Regions from separate parts of the Ovis aries genome. Here region 2 is linked to region 1. A link is a contact called in public Hi-C data. All regions are on one chromosome and are shown on one strand. The core of a region is the stretch at or near the end of the contact, and the rest is flanking DNA. Distances in the headings are between cores, read along the strand shown. Region 1 has its middle 9.7 kb from the start of PRPF4B. Region 2 overlaps SLC22A23 (solute carrier family 22 member 23).

Evidence for each region. Hi-C and Micro-C count contacts between places; a contact is called where the count stands out from the background.
Region 2: a contact with region 1 is called in a Hi-C map of liver, with 9 times the contacts expected there. The contact joins two enhancer-like sites. A contact is called at or near these places in 9 of 16 Hi-C or Micro-C datasets (blood, hypothalamus, liver and 5 more).

What each region holds. Positions count from the first base shown.
Region 1 is chr20:49,235,255-49,240,605 of ARS-UI_Ramb_v3.0, reverse strand. No RefSeq gene overlaps it. Among named protein-coding and RNA genes, the nearest start is that of PRPF4B, 9.7 kb to the right of the region's middle. Within about 2 kb of position 1,540, at least 20 of the 54 cell types and tissues checked have an H3K27ac peak or open chromatin away from gene starts, as enhancers often do. A contact at or near this core is called in hypothalamus and liver, where this site is marked.
Region 2 is chr20:49,568,922-49,574,775 of ARS-UI_Ramb_v3.0, reverse strand. SLC22A23 (solute carrier family 22 member 23) reads right to left here. Exons shown (of 12, transcript XR_009597686.1): 8 at 5,591-5,623; 9 at 5,450-5,473; 10 at 4,384-4,507. Among named protein-coding and RNA genes, the nearest start is that of PSMG4, 14 kb to the left of the region's middle. Within about 2 kb of position 2,730, at least 7 of the 54 cell types and tissues checked have an H3K27ac peak or open chromatin away from gene starts, as enhancers often do. A contact at or near this core is called in hypothalamus and liver, where this site is marked.

The sequences.
Region 1 (5,351 bases), core at 291-2,790:
GAAATCTGCCAAGAAGACTTTAAAATACATGTTTAAGAGAAAAACACTTTCTTAAAAACAGAGTAAATATTACTAAGAAAATGCGACATCACGTCACATTCAAGAACGGTCGCCAAGACCACTGAGGTGGGCGCTGACCTTTGGAAACCAGGGCAGCCAAGCACCGGAGCAGGACCCGGGAGTCCCCCGATGGGCCAGCCATTCCGCCCCGAGGCTGCCGGCGAGGTTCCGTGGGCCCTGAGGACTCAGGCAGCGCCACTTCCCCAGCAGCGAGGCGGTCCTTTCATAGTTTAACGGCCAGTGTGGCTGTCCCTGCAGGGTGGGAGGGACGAGGAGAGCACCATGCCCGGGCAGTCCACACCACGCGACCTCTGCAGCCACGACGCGCATCGACATAGCCTGTCGAGAGCCACGCCATCATACATTATTACGTGAAGAAGGTGGTCACACACAGCGGGCATGTGCTGACCCTTCAGGAGCGTGGGCCCGTGTGTGGGGCGGCAGACAGGACAGACAGGACCGAGAAGACATACAGCATTTAGCAGATGGTGGGCGCTTTTCTTCTTAATGTTTATACTTTGTAAATGCCCTACAACAAACATACAAACAAGTTAAAATATTAGGCTTTGGATACTAGGAATTAGACTGCTTTGAAAACTATAATGATTGATAAACAAAAATGGAAAGGGGAGTATGTATGAGGGAAGAAGCTCTGATCCAGTCCGAGGAAAGCTTCGATCCACAGCTGTTCTCCCAGTCTCTTCCTTGCTCTGTGACCAAGAATGACACTGTCTTATGCGTAAAACAGATGGACGACAAGGACCTATTGTATAGAACACGGAACGATATCCAGCATCTCGTAATAACCTGTGATGGAAAAGAATCTGAGCAAGAACATAGTGGATGAATCACTTTGCTGTACACCTGAAGCGAGAGAGTAGCCCCTGCTCACCACGACCAGAGAAAACCCAGGCACAGCAGCAAAGGCCCAGCACGGCCCCAAATTAGCCTAAAATCTATCTATCTATGTATCTGTATATGTAGCCACCTCTGTAGACCCTTAGCAGGGTTTCCTCTGGGTGAGCAGGGTCATCAGATTAGTCGTTTCCAGCTCTGCCCCCTTCAGTGTCCTCAGCCTCTCCTGGACATAGAAATTCCCTTGTGCTTATTGAAACCACGTGAAGGAGGCTTTGCTATTCTACTCAGGCCCCAGCTTTTTTTTTTTACTAAATGGGGAAACAGCCTCAGAAAGTTTAAGTAGCCTTTCCAGGTTACACAGCTGGTAAGCCACGCTTCCAGCACTCAAACGCCCACAGCTGACCCCACAGCCAGCTTTCGGTTACAAGGCTCTCTCCGAACCCGCGGCCCGGTGTGATACACTCTGCAGGACAAACACCAGGTTAGACCACGCGGATGACAGCACGGAGACCACGTGAGGCCGTAACCTTGCCCTCTGTTTTCCTCCCTCTTTGAAGACGCCTGATGTTTGCTTGCAACGTGAGCTAGTCTAGCGGAAGCCGCGTAAGGACGCAATCAGGATGGCCCTTTGCTGCCCTCTGGTGGAGGATGTCCATAGAGGACGAGAGAGAGACACCCACACACACCGCACACACACACACCGCACTCACACACACACACCGCACTCACACACACACACCGCACTCACACACACACACCACACTCACACACCACACACACACCACACACACACACACACACCCCACACACACCACACACACACACACCACACACACACACACCACACACACACACACACACACACACACACACACACACACACACACACACACACACACACACACACACACACACACACACACACACACACATACACACACACACACACACACACACACACACACACACACACACACACACACACACACACACACACACACACACACACACACACACACACAACCACACCCACACACACACACACACACACACACACACACACACACACACTCACACACACACACACACACCCACACACACTCACACACACACTCTCTCACACACACCCACACACACTCACACACGCACACACACACTCACACACTCACACTCACACACTCACACACACTCCCCCACACACTCACACACACACTCACACACACCCCCCACACACACACACACACACACACACACACACACACACACACACACACACACACACACACACACACACACACACACACACACACACACACACACACACACACACACACACACACACACACACACCACACTCACACACACACCACACTCACACACCACACACACACACACACACACACACACACTCACACACACACACACACACACACACACACACACACACACACACACACACACACACACACACACACACACCACACACACACCACACTCACACACACACACACTCCCCACACACCACACACACACACACACACACACACACACCACACACACCACACTCACACACACACACACACACACACACACACACACACACACACACACACACACACACACACACACACACACACACACACACACACACACACACACACACACACACACACACACACACACACACACACACACACACACACACACACACACACACACACACCACACACACACACACACACACCACACACACACACACACACACACACACACACACACACACACACACACACACACACACACACACACACACACACACCACACACACACACACACACACACACACACACACCACACACACACACACACACACCCACACCACACTCACACACCACACACACACCACACCACACACACACCACACACACACACACACACACTCACACACACACACCACACACACACACACACCACACACACACCACACACACACCACACACACACCACACTCACACACACACACACACACACACACACACACACACACACACACACACACACACACACACACACACACACACACACACACACACACACACACACACACACACACACACACACACACACACACACACCACACTCACACACACACACACACACACACACACACACACACACACACACACACACACACACACACACACACACACACACACACACACACACACACACACACACACACACACACACACACACACACACACACACACACACACACACACACACACACACACACACACACACACACACACACACACACACACACACACACACACACACACACACACACACACACACACACACCACACACACACCACACACACACACCACACACACACCACACACACACACACACACACACACACACACACACACACACACACACACACACACACACACACACACACACACACACACACACACACACACCACACACACACACACACACACACACACACACCACACACACACCACACACACACACACCACACACACACCACACACACACACACACCACACACACACACACACACACACACACACACACACACACACACACACACACACACACACACACACACACACACACACACACACACACACACACACACACACACGTACACACACACACACACACACACACACATACACACACACATACACACACACACACACACACACACACACACACACACATACACACACACACACACACACACACACACCACACACACATCCCAGGATGGTCCTTTGCTGCCCTCTGGTGGGGGATGTCCAGAGAGAGAGACAGAGAGAGAGACACACATACACACACACATACACCAGGGTCACCTAGGGTCACTTTGTCCTAACTGCCCTCTGGTGGAAGATGTCCATAGACACACACACACACACACACACACACAGCAGGGCCGCTTTGCCCTAACTGAATTATTTCAGATGTACTCATTGGAAAAGACCCTGAGGCTGGGAAAGATGGAGGGCAGGAGGAGAAGGGGACGACAGAGGATGCGATGGTTGGATGGCATCACTGACTCGATGCACATGAGTTTCAGCAAGCTCCGGGATAACAGTGAAGGGCAGGGAAACCTGCTGTGCTGCAGTCCGTGGGGTCACAAAGAGCCAGACACGACTGAGCAACTGAACCACCACCACCTAGGTTTAAGTGGCAGATGAGTTTCTAAAACAATGCAGCTGGCACATGAGAGGGACTGGATGGATATTCGCAGAACTCAACTGAGAGTTTGATTGGCTGAATCTCTGATATGTACCAGGAGTTTGCTTTTTTTAAGAATCTTATGATAAATTATTTTGTTAAATGACTAAACACCTTTCAATTTAAACTTTATGGTATACAGATTGGCGTATATTGTGTTTATTTAACATTATAAAATTGCATCATGTAGCCAATTTGCAATAGTCATAAAATTCACAAATAAAAATCATAATCTAAAAAGTTCACTTTAATCACTTGTTCAAGCACCTTTGCTTCCTTTCCTAAAATAGTTGATGTACAATACTGTTTTAGTTTCCATTGTGAATCACAGTGATTCAATATTTTTATAGATTATATCACCAGTTAAAGTTATCATAAAACCATGGTTATATTCCCTGGTCTGCATATTTAGATGCTCTCTAATCTTCAAAATGATCATGAAGACCAATCAGAAATACTCATTTTAATTCTATGAATTATAATTAGTATAGACACAATATAAGTCTGCACATATATCTACAGATTAATACATATTGACTGTATCAAAACTAAGTCCTGATGAAAAAAGCGCAAGAGCAAACTTACAGTTTATAAAAAGGAGCAACACTGAAAGATGGTCTCAAGAGGAAATTCACCTTGCAGACTCCTATTGCCTCGTGTGTGTGTCTTAGGTAGCCTTTTTTCTGGCAAGGGTTTGACCCTTGCTCAGTTGCCTTCCTCTTTACTAACTTCCAGTAATATCTGTACACACCTTCCCGATTACAAAGTACTTTTCATATAAACTGTGTAATTAGGGAAACCGTTCATATTATCCAAACAGGACGAACAAGGTGGAATGTTTCAGATTGTCTATAGATGGCTCTTGTTGCAGAAATGTAACCTGACATCTGTAACTTTCATCCCTGGCAAGATGAATGAACTCATGTGTACTTAAAAATTGGAAACTGTCTCACTGGCACCTCTCCAGGGGATACCATTTCAGAGTTTACAAGCCATTCTTATGCATTAGGAATTTAATCTAAAACATGATGCTGTTGCTGGGAGAGATTGAGGGCAAGAGGAGAAGGGGGCGACAGAGGATGAGATGGTTGGATGGCATCATTGACTCAATGGGCATGAGTTTGAGCAAACTCCAGGAGACAGTGAAGGACAGGGA
Region 2 (5,854 bases), core at 1,481-3,980, 330 kb before region 1:
ACAAACGTATACATATAAAATGCAATACACGTGTGCCTGCGTCTTTACATATTGTTCCCACAAAAGCCATTTTCTGTTGATTTCCTATCAAGGATCCCTTGAAATTAGGAAGATTGGGAACAGCTGTGGCAGAATCTGGTATTCCATTTTTGGCTCTCGTGTTTCAGAAGTCTCAGTTCAGAGAATGGGATGATTACCGTGGCTGGTTCTGAGGCTCTACCCCGTCCCGCAAGTGTTTCTGCTTTTCTCCAGCTTGTCACGAGAGGGCAGCACCTGCCCATGTTTAAGCAGTAGATTTACAGAGAAACGAGGACCCGGGCTCACTGTGCACTGGATATCTGGTTTACTAGTGATGTGATGGTGATCCGTCAGTCGCTCAGTCGTGTCTGACTCTGCGACCCCAAGGACTGTAGCCCGCCAGGCTCCTCTGTCCGTGGACGTCTCCAGGCAAGAATACTGGAGTGGGTAGCCTTTCCCTTCTCCAGGGGAATCTTCCCCACCCAGGGATCAAATCCAGGTCTCCTGCATTGCAGGCAGATTCTTTACCATTTGAGCCAAAGGGCCCTTATTTTTTACTAGTAATAACACCTAAGTTACTTTAATGATAGAAAGGTAGGTATGCAGGCAGATTTCTTAGAAGTAGCAAGCTTGGACTAAGTATTCTGGGATCTTTGGGGGAAAAAAAAAAGAATAAAGAAAAAGGAAAAACAAAGAATCTTCAAATTATCCTTTTAAAGACATGAACCCAGCATCTTGAACACAGAAAACAAACCTCCTGTTTTTCGCTTCCTCCGTTGTGTTACTTACTTTCACTGCCTTTCTGTGAAGTCAGAGATGAACAAATATTTCTGCCAATATCTGCATAAGTATCACTGTCAGAAACACTAAGGCTGGAGTCACTGATAACACCACGTCCCTGGGATCAGACCCTCCGCACACACTCTGTCCCCACCCGTCCCTGCAGATGGGGCCATCAGGAGGAGTCTCTCTCGGGGCAGAGGTGAGCTCCGCCCACTTGCGGCAAGGGCCCCGGGTCTTGGGTCAGCCCCCAGGGGGAGCCTGTGCTACACACATTCATATACGACGTAAGCAGCCGCCCCGCGTGTCTCATCACATGCAGGCGTCTTTGTCCCTCCCTAGTGCCCACTCTTGAGGTGCGCCTGGAGCAGGGACGCGGTGGGTTCCGTCCGGCGGGGGCGGTGGCTGGGGAGGAGCCAGTCCGCGAGGAGGAGGGTGGGATGAGCTCAGACGGAGGCAGGGGGCAGCCAGGCCCCGGCGCCCCTAGAGCCTGTGAGGAGGTATCAGCAGGTGACGCTGCTCATCCCCTCAGGTGAAGGAAACACAAGGAAAAATAAACAGGACCTAATTAAACTGCCTGAAGTGTAAGGTTTTGCACAGTAAGGGAAACCGTCAACAAAGGGAGACGCCAGCCCACTGAATGGGAGACAGCATTTGCAAGTGGTAGGACTGATCAGGAGTTAACATCCAAAACAGACAGACAGCTGATACAGCTGAACACTGAAAACACAAGACCCCGGCCGAAACGTCGCCGAACTGAACACGGGCAGATGGCGACAGGCACAGGGAAAGATGCTCCGCATCCCGGCCGTCAGGGAAAGCAGGTCAGAACCACAGCGAGGCGCCGCTTCGCACCCGTCAAGACGGCCACCATCAAAAAGAGCACACACCCCCCCCACCCCCGTCGCCGCGGACGTGGAGAAGACAACCTTTGTGCGCTGCTGGTGGGAACGCGAAGTGCTGCAGCCACCCCGGAGACCATGAGGGAGGAGGGTTCTCAGCAGATGAACCCTGGAACCGCCACATGGTCCAGATTCCACTTCTGCGCCCAAGGAAAACCAAAAGCACCAAGACCAGACACGCTCCTCAGTGTCTGGAGCAGCCTCATTTACAGCAGCCAAAACAGGGAAGCGCCCAAGTGTCCACGGACGGATCCAGAAGACACAGCATATACACGCGATGGAGCGTCAGCCACGAAAAAGAACAAGACTGCCGTCTGCAACGTGGACAGACGTGGAGGGTGGTATGCTAAGGGAAGGAAGCCAGAGACAGACAAATACTGTATGGTATCACTTATAGGTGGGATCTAAAATAACAACGAGCTAGGGAATATAACAGAAAGGAGACAGACTCTAGATATGGAGAAGACTAGTTAGTGGTTCCTGCTGGGGGGAGAGCGTGGAGGGGCATGGCGGTGGGGGGTAAGAGGCACAAGCCAGCCGGAGTAAAACAGCCACAAGGAGGTACTGAACAGCACGTGGAGCAGAGCCAGCACTTTATAATTTACTTTTAAATGAATATATATAGTGACCTTCACTGAGTCACTGTGTGCTGCGCCTGAAACTCACACTGTGTGTGGACTGTCCATAAGGAAAAGCCCCACAGCCAGGCCCTGGTGCGCAGGCAGCCTGGAAATGGTGGGAGCTGAAGCAGCTTGTCTCCGCCCCCAGCGCCTGCCTCCTCCCTGTCCAGTTTGAGGGTGCCCGCCCGCAGCTTGCAGGTGACACGGGGCCTGTCACACCAAAGCCACCGCCACCTCTTCACCAGCCAGATCCCCTAGTCCTGCTGAAGCCCAAGGGGTGGGGGTCTGTGGCGCCCGAGAAGCCCCTGCTGCACCTGGAGGCCTTCGAGCACACCCGTCACCCGAGGACGTGACGGCTGGCGCCCCGGAGCCTTCTGTTTGCCGCTCGATAGGCAGGCCCTGACCTTCGCTCCTGTGCTTGTTCAGAGGGTGTCTTTGTAACAGTGGTGAACAAAAGGCTAGTTCTGTACCAGCAAACACGAAGCTTGCAGGCCTGAGCGGCCCCTCCCAGCTGCCCTGGGATTCACCTGCGAGATGGGGGCGGGGGGGGGGGGCAGGAAGCCCATTTCCTCCCAGCAGCTCTGGGACTGGCCCCCGAGGGGAAACGCCAGGAAGGGCCGGGGTGCGAGGTGTCCAGCGGGGAGCGCCCCTCACCTCCTTCCTCTGCAACTACAAACGCATCACCCAGCGGTAAGCTGTCTGTAGGGGTAAGCGGACCCCGAGAACATTCGCTGAATTTCCATCCCCAATAATCTTGCCACGTCTGCCTCCAAGGAAAAGGATGACTCCGTTTCCTTCAGTTCAGCTTGTTCAGCAGAACCCAACTGTGATGAATGCGGTCTCCTGACCGCCAGGGTGGAGGGTGGAGGGTGGCCCACCCCGGAGGGACAACCACACAGGTCTGACCATGCCCTTCTGCCTCTGCAGGAGCCCCCCTGCTGGGCGCCTTTGTGAAGGGGGGAAGTTTAACCTGCAGAGAGACACAGAGGGCTGCTGTCTGCCTGGGCACTCTGCGGAGTCCTGCCTGAAGTAAGCTCCTGGCATCATATTCCAGGATGGGGCAGCCGTCAGGCTTGGCGCTCATGTGAGAACCCAGAAGGAGGAATCAGAGTGATGCCCGCGGACCTGCCTGCCTCCGCCCAGAGCCCAGGGGCAAGACAGTCCGTCCTGGGCACCCTGCCTTGAACGGGATTGGCCTCACGTGTCTCCCACATGGGAAATGGAGGCTGGCAAGGTGTCGCGTGCTGGCAGCCTGGGCTCTATCTCACGGCCGAGTAACTGCCACACTCATAATTACATTTAACAAAGTGCTCAGAAGGTTAATGACATTCACACACCAAGTTCAGGAGCTCGACCGAAAGTCACCACTTCACTGAACCCAAGTGACACCCTTGACAGCAGGACACCCTTCCGTGTCGCTATAACCTCAGCACCGAAGCCTGTGCACACGCCCCCTGACCCTCAAGGAAAGGGCAGTTCCCCCCACCTTTTCAGAAAACAGCCCGCCACTCAGTCTTTGCACGCGGCCCCTGCCGGGCAGGCACACGGAGGTGGGGTGGTTCCCAACAAGTATTTGTCATACAAATCAGTGACGTAACCGGCTGGGCTTTCTATGAGGCCTTTCTTTGGACTGGAGACACCGGCTTCTCAGCCAGCAGAAAACCAAGGCCCTTTCTACTCTCCTTTCTGAGACCGGCTTTTCACTGAATCCTAGGAGAGTGGGCAGCACTTGGTGGGGCTGAAGCACAGGCATACATCCAGGGACCCCAACACCCCTCCTTTACCAGGTCCTTTTGTGCGGCTTGTACCTCCAAATCCCCGTTCCCCGTCCCTCCAGCCGCCTGGATGGACCAGGCTTCAGTTCTGCCCTGATTCGGGGATCCCTGGGGGTCAGGGTAGAACAGCAGTCCATCCCAAGTGGACGCCCAGTGCAGGCCACACCTTGTCCAGAGACCCGGGCTAGAGCTGGTGGGTCGTTCACCAGCTTTGGCACGCAGCACCCACCGCAACCACAGTGTCCTTGGAAGACCCCCGTGACTGCCCCGTGGGCGGCCCACACGCACCTGATGACCGTGGGGGTGATCTCTGCACAGAAGAACACGCTGAGGCTCCCCACCGCATGGGAGGCGAACATGCCCACGATGGAGAAGGCGATGGAGAACTTGTCCTTGACACTGTCGCTCATTCCTGGGGGAGAACCGGGCGGTGAGGGGCTGGAGGGCGCGGGGGAGGGGGGAGGGGGCCTGATGGCCGTCTCCCCTCCTCCCCTCTGCCCGGGGTGAGGTGCAGACCCGGGAGAGGAGCAGCGAGTGCAGGCGTGGGAGGTCAGAGCCCTCCTGGCAGGTTCCCCCGAAGCCCCGGGGGTCTGGAGAGGGGCCCAGGCTGACTCTGCCGGAAGCTGAGCACGGGAGTGACCGGCATGGATGAAGGCTGGGGGGCTCCCTGGCCCGGGGCTGCACCCTCCTGTCAGGTCTTCAGGGTCAGCCCCAGAGAGTGGTCTCGGCTATGGAGAGCCTGGCCAGCCTGGCCTCAGGCATGACCAAGACGAGGGACAGGAGCCCCAAGCTTGATTTAGGGGAACAGAAACTCAGATAACCCTGAGAGAGGAACCAGGCGCCTGGAGGGAACCTGCCGGACCGAGTCAGGCATCTTGGCCGTGGCTCGGGGTCTGACCTCACACCCAGGCGGCATCAGGCGGGGGGCGGCAGGCAAGCTGCTGGGGTCGGACGTGGGGTGCAGCCCGTTCCCCGCGAGGATGGTCGGGAGCCCCAGGGGCTCGGCTCGGTAGGCCAGGCTCGTGCGGGCGTGCGCGCAGCCGTGGCTTGTGCGTGCGCGCGGCAGTGTCGCGTGCAGGGACAGCGGCCCGGCAGTTCCCGCGCCCAGGGCGGCGGGCTCACATGCGGGGTGGGCAGTTTCCCTTGGCGGCAGCCAGCCAGGCCTCCAGCGCTCCGGGGCCGCGTCCCTGAGGCTCTGCATCCCAGCAGGCATGGCTGGGCTGGGCCACGCTGCCAGCTACTGCCAGGGGAAGGGGCGAGGGCAGCGTGCAAGCCGGGTGCAAACAGGAGGGGGCAGCCAGGCTTTCTAGAGGCAGGAGGGACAGAGGACAAGTGGATGCGTGTGGTGTCCAACCTACGGCCAACTTCAGCTGCAACTCTTGGGGCGAAAGGGGTGGGGAGAGAGAGGAAAGGGAAACCACAGGTCCGTGAGTCGCTCTGAAAACGCCCTTCCGGTGCAACAAAAAGAGTGTCGTGGCGCGCGCCCGGGGCTCACCTGAGTCTGGGTGCTGGCTGTATTTCCCGATCACTGGGCCGCGGAACCGCAGTGGAGGCGGGTGCAGGCGGGCAGAGAGGGGAGAAAGAGAGCAGGTCAGGGTGGCCGTTATGACCTCGTGTGTCCAGGTGCGGCGGGGCGGCCTCTCTGCCTGCCTGCCAGGCCCACGTGGGCCGCACGGTTGACGCGGCCAGAGAGCGGGCGGGACACGGAGTGGGCCAGGGCCCAGGGCCTCCGGGTGGGCGTTCCACCAAACGGAGCCCC